2 separate regions of the Mus musculus genome follow, and region 2 is linked to region 1. Evidence: chromatin contacts called from public HiChIP or PLAC-seq data. All regions are on one chromosome and are shown on one strand. The core of a region is the stretch at or near the end of the contact, and the rest is flanking DNA. Distances in the headings are between cores, read along the strand shown. Region 1 has its middle 17 kb from the start of Ackr2. Region 2 holds the start of Zfp651 (zinc finger protein 651).

Region 1 (6,040 bases), core at 2,575-5,074:
TTTCTTTCTTTCTTTCTTTCTAAGATTTATTTATTTATTTATTTTATGTGAGTACACTGTAGCTATCTTCAGTAATACCAGAAGAGGGCATCGGATCAGATCCCATTACAGATGGTTGTGAGCCACCATGTGGCTGCTGGGAATTGAACTCAGGACCTCTGGAAGAGCAGTCAGTGCTCTTAACCACTCTCTAGCCCCTTTGATCTGCTTTCGTATTAATAATTAGTCATTTTAGTTTAGGGTTCCTTTGGGCACCTAAATCCTTACAAATGCTGTAGCAAATCCGGGCTCTGTGAAGATGAAGTTCAAGAAAGAACCCAAATGGAAGTGTCTTTGGCTTTCTTTGACCATGAACCTCCCTGGAACTACCCTGGCAGGAGCAGAGGTACAACTGTGTCCCTCCCTCTGGCTGTTAGACTACTGAACAATGGCCCAAAGGATAAAAATTTCCTGGAAATCCTATGCAGGGGGCAGGGAATACTTGACATGCTGGTGCTAGCTCAAGGAGGAGCCTGTCTCCAGAGAGATTATTTCACACGGTCTGACAACTAGTCAGATCACCTTACAGAAGAGACTCGTGTAGACGTGCTGGGCAGGGGCATACCTTTACCAGGACTGCAGAGTTAGGATTATCTCTTGCCCAAGCCTCTGGTTGAGGAACTACCTCAGTCAGTAAGGAGCCCGAGTTTGGATCTCCAGCACCCATGCTCAAAGCTGGACCTGGCTGTAACCATCCACAATCACTGTCTTAGAGATGTCTCAGGGTATTCTGCAGCCAGGATAGGACACAAGAGGTCAAGACGACAGCTTCTGTGTTATTTGCCTGTAGCCACTCCCCCAAGTCCTCTGGGAGCTCCTTAGGTCTGCTAGACTCAAGTATGGTCCTGAGGTCACAAGGACCACTCAGTGATCAAGACAGAGGCTTTGTGGTTGGCATAATCCCGGAGCAGGGAAGTGGAGGCAGGAGGATCTTGCGCGCCCGACTCGCCAGCAAGAACGACGCCACAATAGGATCCTTCTGCACACGTTTATTGGGAGAGCATTGATTGCAGAGGCGAAAGACCCTGAGCCCAGAAATGGTGCTGCTTATATAGGCCTAGGAGTGACGTGTCCATACCTGATTGGTTATGCTACCAGTACCTGATTAATATGCGTCGGGCCAGGCAGTGACTGGACAAAAAAACTTTACTGCATATGTACACATTGGTTATTTGTCCAAACTTATGCGTGGTGGCCAGCAGTAGCCAGCGCTACTCTGCAACGGCACATGTGGCTTCCCACAGGAGGATCCTGGGCTTGCTGGCCAGCTAGTCTAGCAGAATCAGTGAGAGAACCAGAGAGTAAGGTAGAGAGCAACTGAGAAAGATAACTGATATCTAACTCTGGCTTCCACATATACACACAAACATACACAGAGAGAAACACCTACAGACACAGACACACACAAAGACACACAGACACAACACAGACCCAGACATATGCACACACACAAACACAGAAACACACACATCCACAGATACAACACAGAGATACATATTCACACAGACACACACAAAAACACAGAGAAACACATACAGACACAACACACACAGACACACAGGAACACATACAGACACAACACAGACACAGACATACAGACACATACATAGACATACAGACACACACAGAGACATACACAACACAGACACACAGAGACACACAAACACACAGCCACACAGAGAGACACAGACACAGGACAGACACAGACAGACACACACAGATACACAGACACATACACAGACACACACACACAGAAACACACACACGCATTCTAAACCTCATGTCATGACCCTGAATACAGACATGGGTGTCCTGCACCTCACTGTTCCTCATCTCAGTGTAGCCACAGACTGAATAAACTTTTCTCTGCTTTTCACTATTACTTGACTCTTTGATCGATTGCCATTATTGGGGCTGGGAGGCTGAACTAACTACCTTACTGGGACATCCAGAGCTAGGCTTTGATCCTAAAATTCTGGTAATGTCTTTGTAAGTCACGGCTCTAGAGGAGTTGACAAACTACAAACACATCAAATGGATAGGACAAGACAAGCCTAGATGTACGTCAGAGAGCACCGAGGCCCTGGAGCAGTTGCAGCCTGCAGAGAGAGAGGCAGTGCACTGTGAGGCACCGTGGTGCACTAGGCACAACCACTCAGAAGGTTCCTGGCACTGTGTGCAGATGCCAAAGGAGTCACCTTAGGTGCAGGAGGTGAAGTGAGATCCTGCAGGGTGGATCTTGACCATACAGAGAGCCCAGGAATGCCCACTCAGACTACCCAGTCGTTTGTTGGCAACTGCCTCGTCCACAGGTCTCCCCTCTTTCAGGCCTTTGCAAAGATGACTAGTGCGGCAGGCTTTAGCATCTTCCCCAAACTCCTCACGTGGTGACCTCTATAAAACTTTCTCTCACTTCCAAACTACCTCAGACGCAATCCTCCCTGCCACAGATTGCGTATTGGTTGGCTGTTTTGGGCCACAGAGTGAAAGGTCTCCGGTTTGGGGTTGAGGTGGGACACTAAGGCAGATTATCCTGTCTAGTAAGAGATTTATTAGTTTAGCACCACGAACGTGGTGGAAGCTCCAATGAGAGTTCAGACCCTCAAGGCAAAGTGTGGGTTTCTTTTAGGTCTCAGTGGAAGGGAGAGTTGCCCTGTAGTCAGGCTGTCCCTGACTCCCAGTAAGCAAGGAAGAGGGAATCTTGCACTGCCAAGAAGGAATGTGTAACATGAAGGATGTGGGGGCGTGAAGGGAGGCACTTTGAGTTAAGGTGTGCCCATTATGTGGGCATAGGCATGTGTCCCCCAAGATGTCCCAGCCTCTGGTAATGAGCCTGCAAACTTCCTTGGGGAAATGAAAATGGCCCTGGAACCCAAACGCTTGGTGAATGGATGCTATTAGGATGTTACAGATTCTTAGACGTGCTCCCAGTAGAGGGCGCTGGTCTCTTCCTTGCTAGTGGCTGATGGGCTGGAGAGATGGCTCAGCTGTTAGGCGCACTTGCTGTTCTTCCAGATGGTTTGACTTCAGCTCTTAACACCCAGGTCAAGTGGCTCACGACTCCCTGTGGCTTCCGCTGGGGCGAGGGCGGGGCGGGGGTGGGCGGAAGCTCGTTTCTGGCTTCCGTGGTTACCTGAGCACGTGAACACGTGTGCATAAGCACATGCATACATATAAAAATAAAAATCCTAAAGAAATTAAACAGGCTTCTGCAGGGGGCCTTGGTCTGAGCAGGAGTGTGATCCGGATTTAAACAGAGAACTCTTCGTCTTCAGGAACATTTGGTTTCATGACCTTGTTCCGGCTCAAATCTCTGGAATGTTTGAATCTGGGAGCCTGTCGAAATTGTAGGGATCCTAAAAGAATCTGGCTCAGTCGCCACAACTTTAAGAAACTGTGGTACACTGTATGTTGTGTCTATGTGTATTTGTATGTGGGTGTACACATGTGTCCACGGTGAACCTGGCATTCACCAGCTCGGCTAGAGGGCAGCAAACTCCAGGGATCTGCCTGTCTCTCTCCAGCAATAGAATTACAGATGGGTGCCACCCACTCATCTTTTTTTTTTTTTTTTTTTAATTTTAAAATTTAATTTTTATGCTTGCATGTATAACTGCACCATATCCCCTGGAACTAGAGTTACAGACAGTTGTGAGCCATTGTGTGCATGCTGGGAGTCTCGGATCTTGGAAGGGCAGCCAATGCTCTTAACGGCTAAAGCAGCCCTCAGGCCCCCAACACCCAGCTCTTTGTATGAACTCAGGTCCTCACGCTTGTTCAGAAAGCACTTTACCCACTGAGACATCTCCCAGCCCTTTGTATGTTTACTAGTGTTCTAAATTCAAGATACACCAGTAGTTCTGGGAAACAGATTTTCCAGGAAGTCATGGGTGATGTCTGTTGACGGGATATGAAATTCAGCTTTAGTGCTGACAAACTGTGGGGTCATATTCCAAATGAAGGAATGACGAGGAGGTGTAATCCTGCTTCCAAGTCCCCAGACCTTTTGCATGCCAGCTGTGGATCCAGATTCCCTCTGTCACCTCCAACTTGTTTCCCTTGCCCTGTGTCACTGGAAACCTGGTCCATCATCCGACAGACAGTGAACACAGTGTGGGACTCATGTTTATCAGCAAGGTCCCAGACACTTCCTGAGGCTTCAGTGTATCCAATGGGCCACTGTGGACTCAGAGTACCACAGAAAAACAAGACACAATTCTCCCTTCCAGGAGCCCCCGTCTGGAAAGGGCAGTGTCCCTTAGTCATGATGGATTTCTGAATGAGCTGCACGGGCAGGAAGTGAGTCCCGTTTTTCCGTTTGTGCAGCCTGTCAGCCGTTTGTAAACACTGACCCCACCCTTCGTGGCACAGCCTTGCTGTCCTAACCAACATTCAGCCATGAGATCAACCACAGACCCTGAGCAATCTCCAAGCAGTTAGCCATGAATAAGAGAGGCTGTGGCTGTGCACTGAAGGCAGCCTCCTGATGCTCACATAACCTCTTGTGGGTAAACAACCTGGAGGTTGCACTTGGGATGTTCCCACAGGCCTTATCCCATCCTTGTGACTTGACTTCTTTTTTCTTTTTCTTTTTTCGGTTTTATTTTATTTTTATTAGGTATTTTCTTCATTTACATTTCAAATGCTATCCCAAAAGTCCCCCATTACCCCCCCCCCCACTCCCCTACCCATCCACTCCCACTTCTTGGCCCTGGCGTTCCCCTGTACTGAGGCATATAAAGTTTGCAAGACCAAGGGGCCTCTCTTCCCAATGATGGCCGACTAGGCCATCTTCTGCTACATATGCAGCTAGAGACACAAGCTCTGGGGGTACTGGTTAGTCTATATTGTTGTTCCACCTATAGGGTTGCAGACTTCTTCAGCTCCTTGGGATTTTCTGGAGTCCACCTTCTTGAGTTCTTTATATATATTGGGTATTAGTCCCTCCTCCATTGGGGGCCCTGTGTTCCATCCAATAGCTCACTGTGAGCATCCACTTCTGTGTTTGTCAGGCACCGGCATAGCCTCACAAGAGACAGCTATATCAGGGTCCTTTCAGCAAAATCTTACTGTCGTATGCAGTGGTGTCAGCATTTGGAGGCTGATTATGGGATGGATCCCCAGGTGTGGCAGTCTCTAGATGGTCCATCCTTTCGTCTCAGCTCCAAACTTTGTCTCTGTAACTCCTTCCATGGGTGTTTTGTTCCCAATTCTAAGAAGGGGCAAAGTGTCCAAACTTTGGTCTTCCTTCTTCTTGAGTTTCATGTGTTTTGTAAATTGTATCTTGGGTATTCTAAGTTTCTGGGCTAATATCCACTTATCATTGAGTACATATTGTGTGAGTTCTTTTGTGATTGGGATACCTCACTCAGGATGATTACCCTCCAGGTCCATCCATTTGCCTAGGAATTTCATAAATTCATTGTTTTTAATAGCTGAGTAGTACTCCATTGTGTAAATGTACCACATTTTCTGTATCCATTCCTCTGTTGAGGGGCATCTGGGTTCTTTCCAGCTTCTGGCTATTATAAATAAGGCATAGTGGAGCATGTGTCCTTCTTACCAGATGGAACATCTTCTGGATATATGCCCAGGAGAGGTATTGCGGGATCCTCCAGTAGTACTATGTCCAGTTTTCTGAGGAACCACTAGACTGATTTCCAGAGTGGTTGTACAAGCTTGCAATCCCAGCAACAATGGAGGAGTGTTCCTCTTTCTCCGCATCCTCGCCAGCATCTGCTGTCACCTGAATTTTTGATCTTAGCCATTCTGACTGGTGTGAGGTGGAATCTCAGGGTTGTTTTGATTTGCATTTTCCTGATGATTAAGGATGCTGAACATTTTTTCAGGTGCTTCTCAGCCATTCGGTATTCCTCAGGTGAGAATTCTTTGTTTAGCTCTGAGCCCCATTTTTTAATGGGGTTATTTGATTTTCTGGAGTCTACCTTCATGAGATCTTTATATATATTGGATATTAGTCCCCTATCTGATTTAGTATTGG
Region 2 (6,328 bases), core at 1,748-4,247, 120 kb before region 1:
TCACTCACCTCCTAAGACAGACCATGTGACATTTGAACATACAGGTGAGGACCTGCTGGCTAAGCAGAGTGAACCTGCTAGCTTGTTTGCAGAGAACTGGGTTTGCTAAACAGTGTTTCCCCAACTTGGGAAACTGAAAATTGTCGAATGTGGGTGTTTTATTTTTTATTTAAAGAAAATGCCAGGTGTGGTAGGGTAGTGCACATCTTTAACCCCAGCAGAAGAGGGTGGATCTCTTGAGTTCAAGGCCAGACAGAACTGCATAGTAAGACTCTTTACTCTTGTGGTGTGGTGGCAGGACAGCCAGGGCTATACAGAGAAACCCTGTCTCGAAAAACCAAAAAAAAAAAAAAAAAAAAAAAAATATTAATTAATTAATTAATTAAAAGCCGGGCGTGGTGGCACAGGCAAAATACCCATAACTTGTTAAAAAGACAGGTCAGAATGTCTAGCTGAGACAGATTACTGGTTGCTGTAGTCTCTCGGGCACCTCGAGGGAGGAGTTAGAGCTCTGCATTCAGGAATCAGTACACCACAGCACAGGCTGCATTCTGAGGCCTGGGCCTCTTGCCATAGCTGCTTCCTCCCTGTGGTTTACAGCAGCCCGGTGTTGTCTTCTTCAATACCAAACCTCATACAAGCAGTAAGACCAAACTCCTGAGGCTGAGGCACCTGGGAGATACCAAGGCAGAATGTGGGTTTTAAAAGGGCCAGAACTACACCTATGTCCACTGAGCCCTAACCCTGATCCCTGCTGCCCACATGCAGATTCTGAGGACCATTGTCTCTGCCCTAACTTTAAGAGGAGTCTGCCTCCCTGAAGACTATGTCTGGAAACACTTAGGGCTCAGAAGACCTCTAGAACCCCCACTACTGGGCAGACATGTAGGACCCGATGGTCTCTGCACAGCAGTGATGGACGTAGGCCTTGACACTGCTGCTGGTCACATCTGAGTTAAAGGGATGGGGGCTTCCGCAAGAAGTACCACGGCCCAAGGTTGTGGAGGACTAGGGTCTCTGGGAGCCTTTTGGAAGTTAACAGGGAGGCTCTCCTGTAAGGCCCTGGACTTGGTGTGGGAAAGGGAACCTGCTGGTTTGCATTAGGCTCCCACCCTTGTGCAGCTGTGGCCCATTAGTGCTGGACTCAGCAGCCAAAACTGAGGGAGATGGAGGCCACGTACTGTACACCCTCCCCTTCCAGCCTGCACCACCCACTTTTTGGACTGCCTAACTTGCATTTCTGTTACCTGGTGAGCGTAGTTTCCCCAGCCAAGTGCAGGAACCCCAAGCAGTCTGGGGTTGTCTCCTTGTTCTCCAAAGTGAAGTTTGGCCTGGAGTCACTCAGCTTTAGGGGTCTAAAGCACCCACCTCTATCATGGTAATGAGTGCTCTGGCCCCTAAACCAACCAACAGAACTTGAGGTTGTGGCCTAGAATCCTTCCTCTGCTCCCATCTTGTCCCTCCAGTTGGCTGTACCCCATGTCCAGACCACTCAGTTCTGCAGCCATGAACACAACGGGGCTTCTGGCTTTTGCAGCTGTTGCCAGTGACAAGCCCAGTGTGCCCTCTTGCCCTCAGTCGGAGTTCAGAGAACCCAAATGAGACAGCAGGGGGTGGGGTAGGGGTGTCACTCCTTTACCTTAGCCAAGGCCAGTACCAGCTTCTTCCAACCTCCCAGCACAGCGTCTACATGTTTTCTCTCTCTGCGGGACTCTCCTTGTCCACCCAGTAGGTAGACAGCCCTGCCCTTCCCACCTCCCAGGTCAGTGCAGCAATCAACTGGGTCAGACGAGAAACTTGGGTTTTGGGAAGTGTAGGAGACATCATCGGTAATTGACAGGTTCACAGCTTCAGCCTAGAGCCTCAGATTCGGGAACCCAGGTAGGGGCATGCCCTGCGCATGTGAAGGAAGGGGCTCTCCTCACTGTCCCTACCTTTCTTCACCTACTCAGCTTCCTTGCTCAGGGGTAGTCAGCCCATGTCCAGTGAGAGATCCTTGCATTCTGAGGGGACAGACCTTCGACTATTTGATGACACCTGCTTGGCTCCAGAGAAAGAGCTACAGCACACCATGAGGAAGGCGCACACCCAAGGAGACTGCTATGGCTGGAGTGGAATGGCCCGGCTGGAGCAGTGTTGGGAGAGTGACTAGGCTGAACAGTGGGTAGGGGTGCGGGGCGTCCGAAGGAGAGACCACGGTGGTAGTCCGTAGTCCCGCCCTGCTGTCGCTCGGCCTGGCAGCGTTCCTTCGCAGCCTCCTGCCAGCACAGCCAGCCCCCTGCCCCCACGGAGCCGGTGCCAGAGCAGCGTTCCGCAAGCCGAGCTGCATCTTCCCAGCGCCGAGGCTGCGCGGAGGGCCCCTCGGCCGGGCCTGGGCCTCTGGCCCCCACCCGGCTGTTCCAGGTAGGTCATCTGAAAGGCTTCCGTCGTTGCGGCGGTTGCTCGGAGGTTCTGCAGCCAGAGGCCCCCAGGTAGGTTCGGGAGACTCAGAGCAAAACGCGTGGGAGGCCGGAGCAGCTACAGACCCCAGACTCACCCCCAAGTCGGAGCAGCCGGAGTCACAGGGGGCGGGAGATGAGCGCGGCTGGGGTACGGGTCCATCAGAGTCGCCTGGCTCAGGGGAGCAGGTGGGTCGGGGGGCGGCGCGCTCTGCTCAGCGACCTCACGCCTACCCTGGCCCCGCCCATGCAGAGCAGCGGGAGGACACCCGGGTTAGACTCCCGGACGAACTTCCCAGCAAAGAAGGGCAGAGAGGGACTTCGCGCGGGAGGGTGGGATCGAGCGGTCCAAACGCTCCCACGTCACCAGCCGGGTCGGTCCGGGGACCCCGAGGCTCTCCCGAGGGCAGCTGCATCGAGACGGCGCGCGTCCGCGCCCCCAGCCAGCACGCAGGGCGGCCTGGCCCTTTAAGCGTCCAGACGGCGGCCCCAGCTGACGCGCGGGCTCCAATCGGCGCCCCGCGCCCCCCGCCCGCCGCGCCCGAGGCTCCCGGGCCGCAGCTGCTCGGCCGGGACTTGCCGCGGCCCTGCGCCTCCGCCCGCCCGGCCGGCCGCGCCCCCGGGGCCATGGTCGCGGGGCCCTGCGCAGGGGCGGCCCCCAGCGCGGCGCTTCATGGAGCGGCCCGGGCCCGGCCCTCGGGGGCAGCGCGATCCTGCGGGGCCCTGTGAGCTCCCAGCGCCGCGGCACCATGGTACGCAGGGCCCTGCCTGTCCCCCCGCTTATCCGCCCACCTGCGAGCGCCTCCTTTCAGAGCGCACGGCCCCTTGGGACCCGGTGCAGGGTCTGGAAGACCTGGCCCCTCCCCCGGGGTCCTCGACCCTATCTGTCCGGTGTGCAGGGCCCAGAGTGCGGCGCGGCGGCGCGGCTCAGGGGTGAAATTCCTGGGGTGGGGGGTGCAAACGCGAAAGGCCGAGGTCTTGCTGCGCACGGGCGGAGGGGGGAGCTTCTCTGCGTCCGGACGGCGCCGCCCCGGGGCTGGTAATGGGGGGAAAAGGGGGAGTCGGATTCCCGCCCGGGCCTTGGGCCACGTGGGCGCTGCAGCCGCTCTGCCGGAGACTAGGATGGATCGCTCCATAGGCGGGGGGCGCCCACAGCTGGAGTGGAAACTCCTGTGTGACCTTGGGCCGGTCCCCTGCCGTCTCTGAGCCTGTTTCCCAGGCCTCTCCAAAGAAAGCATCCAGAAGTCATGAGCCTGTACCCCTGCCGCCGGGGTTTCACCAGATGGCCTTTGGGAGGCAAAAGCTTGGTGGCCTCTGCAGGTGTCCCTCTGGGGGAGGGCTGCGATGCAGCTGGTGTACCCAGGTGTTGAGAAGCCTCCTCAGCTTCAAGGAGCCGGAAGCATCTGGCCAGAGGCTACACAGCTGGTGGGCACTGATCCGGAAGGGGCCCTGCCACTGGCTGGCAGCATCTCTGGTCCATGGCTGGGGAGGCTGCAATGTGACTTTAGGGATGCCTGGGTTTCTGCCAGGCTCAAGTGGCCCTGCCCAAGCAGGAGGTCCCTGGGGAAGCTTTGTAAAGGGAAAAACGGGGACCCCAAGCCTGGAATAAGTGGTGCCATGGGGGGGCCTTTCCCTGCCACCGTCCACCCCCCAGTAGTACAGACACCAGGACCTGCAGGTGCAATGACTGGGAAGGAGGCAGGACCAGAGGGTGTGGTGACTGTGTCTGGATGCTTAGGTGGTTCTCACACCTCATGCTTCCACCCACCTCACTTCCAGGACTCTCCAACTGCCTGTCTGAAGTGTACCAGGCAGAAGGGAAGGGTGCTGGAGTGGCAGGATGGCCACAGCTCCATGAGTAAAGCCTCTCTGGGCCTCAGTTTCTCTAAGAAAGAGGAATTGGTCCCAGAAAATGAATCAGAGTGAGTCAGAGAGGGATGGGCGGGGCCCCGTGCCACGTCCCTGCTGGACGGCCCAGCAGTTCTGGGATAGATTCAAGAATGGGTGGCTGGTGGGGGTGTGAGGGGTGGAGGGAGCTTCAGGAAGGCAACGTCTGTTGGTGGAGCGGAGGGCAAAGAGTGGGCATGTCTTGGGCTGCTGGCCGAGGGCACAGGTTCGAAGCTCCTTGGGGCTCACCCGCAGCTTCTCCTTTAGCAGAATGACAAGGGAGCTCAGAGTCCATGCTCTCTGTCTGGCCCACCCACTGCTGACAGGAGAGAGGACTTAGAGGGGACAGCTTCATCCTGGGACCCCTAAGGAAGGTGGGGTTGTGTCCCCCATTGGGATGCATCGGCATTCACACACTGGAAGCTTTCGTCTCCACAGGCAGAGCCCATGGAGCATCCAAAGCCAGCCGTTGTAGGGCCGGACTGGCCAGTGTCTGCTGAGCCCCAGGCCCTATGTGAGGGATAAGACAGGCCCATCTCTACCACCCGACTAAACAGGACTGTTCTGGGAGTGGGGCAGGGCCTAAAGGCCTGGCAGTCTGATCTGTCAGTCACTAAGGTCCCTAGGGGGCTCTCCAGGAGGTGCGACCTCCAAGACAGGACCAGCCTGGAGCTTCTGCGTCTGGGCTGGGGTGCCGGAGTGTGGCAAACAGAGAAAACAGCCCGTCTTCCCCCAGGACCCTGTGTACAAAAAGCTGCTGTAGCTTGAGTGGGCCTGGCTGTCTTTAGCCTGCTGTCTTCTGTGGCCCCTTAAAGGCCTTTGTTGGCCACTGTCCAAGTGAAACGGCCCCTGGATGCTACAGCCTAGGTGCAATAGCGGAAGCTGTGTCTTCTGCTGTTCACGTGCTCACAGTTGGGCAGGCTCCTGTCTCAGCATGGTGGGAAGGTCAGGACGGACTGAGGCATAGCTGGAAGTCCAGTTGGGGCACAGTGAAGAGGGATCCTGGGGTGGCCCCTAGTGTGTGCACAGAGGAAGAGCGAAGGGAGTGCCCAGAGCAGCTACCTGGGCACAGGTCCCAGGACATCGTAGCCCTAGCAGCAGCTGTCCCTGCCCTGCGTGCCCGTGCGCACGTCTGTGCGTCTGTCCTTCCCCCAGCTTGATGGATGGATCAGATCATTTCTGGTGGTGGCACCTCCCACATTGTGGGCAGGGGTGGGCAGTGGTTGGCCCTCACCTCTCCTGTCTCTTGGCCCCACAGTTGCTGGTTGAGAAGACGACAGACTCCCCGGCGGCAGAGTTCTCGCTGGTGGAGGACGTGGCCCTGCACTTCGCCTGCTTGATGGGCCGCCTCAATGAGCAGCGCCTCTTCCAGCCAGACCTGTGCGATGTGGACCTAGTGCTGGTGCCTCAGCATAGCGTGTTCCCCGCACACAAGGGTGTGCTGGCCGCCTACAGCCAGTTCTTCCACTCGCTCTTCACACAGAACAAGCAGCTGCAGCGGGTCGAGCTATCTCTGGAGGCACTCGCGCCCAGCGGCCTGCAGCAGATCCTCAACTTCATCTACACGTCCAAGCTGCTCGTGAACGCGGCCAACGTGCACGAGGTGCTCAGCGCGGCCTCGCTGCTGCAGATGGCTGACATCGCGGCCTCCTGCCAGGAGCTGCTGGACGCTCGATCCTTGGCGCCCTCGGGCCCTGTGGCCCTGGCACAGCCTGCCACCAGCTGTGCTCCGGTGCCTCCACCACCCTACTACTGTGACATCAAGCAGGAGGCAGATGCCCCAGGCCTCCCAAAGATCTATGCCCGGGAGGGCCCCGATCCCTACTCTGTGCGTGTGGAGGATGGAGCAGGGGCTGCTGGGGATGTAGGCTCTGCCACTGCTGGGCCAGCACAGACACTCTTCAAGGAGGAGAAGGAAGGGGCCCCTGAAGAGGCAGAGGCCCCAGGTAGCCTGTGCAAACTGGAAAGTGGAGAGGGGCTGGAGCCAGAACTGGATGCCTCGG

The links. HiChIP or PLAC-seq counts read pairs in DNA pulled down with a chosen protein or histone mark.
Region 2: an H3K27ac HiChIP or PLAC-seq map of microglia shows a contact between it and region 1, with 6 times the contacts expected there. The contact joins the promoter of Zfp651 here to the enhancer-like site in region 1. A contact is called at or near these places in 1 of 39 promoter capture datasets (hippocampal neurons), 2 of 484 Hi-C or Micro-C datasets (pancreatic cancer cells and uterus), 2 of 115 datasets of contacts at active chromatin or transcription factors (embryonic stem cells and microglia) and 3 of 9 other capture datasets (adipose tissue, liver and pancreatic islet).

The regions. Positions count from the first base shown.
Region 1 is chr9:121,877,962-121,884,001 of GRCm38.p6, forward strand. No RefSeq gene overlaps it. Among named protein-coding and RNA genes, the nearest start is that of Ackr2, 17 kb to the right of the region's middle. Within about 2 kb of position 3,825, at least 96 of the 459 cell types and tissues checked have an H3K27ac peak or open chromatin away from gene starts, as enhancers often do. A contact at or near this core is called in adipose tissue, hippocampal neurons, liver and 1 more, where this site is marked.
Region 2 is chr9:121,757,036-121,763,363 of GRCm38.p6, forward strand. It overlaps Zfp651 (zinc finger protein 651), which reads left to right and starts at 2,998. Exons shown (of 6, transcript NM_001166644.1): 1 at 2,998-3,190; 2 at 5,584-6,328. The coding sequence starts at 3,188. It overlaps E530011L22Rik (RIKEN cDNA E530011L22 gene), which reads right to left and starts at 2,908. Exons shown (of 1, transcript NR_033503.1): 1 at 1-2,908.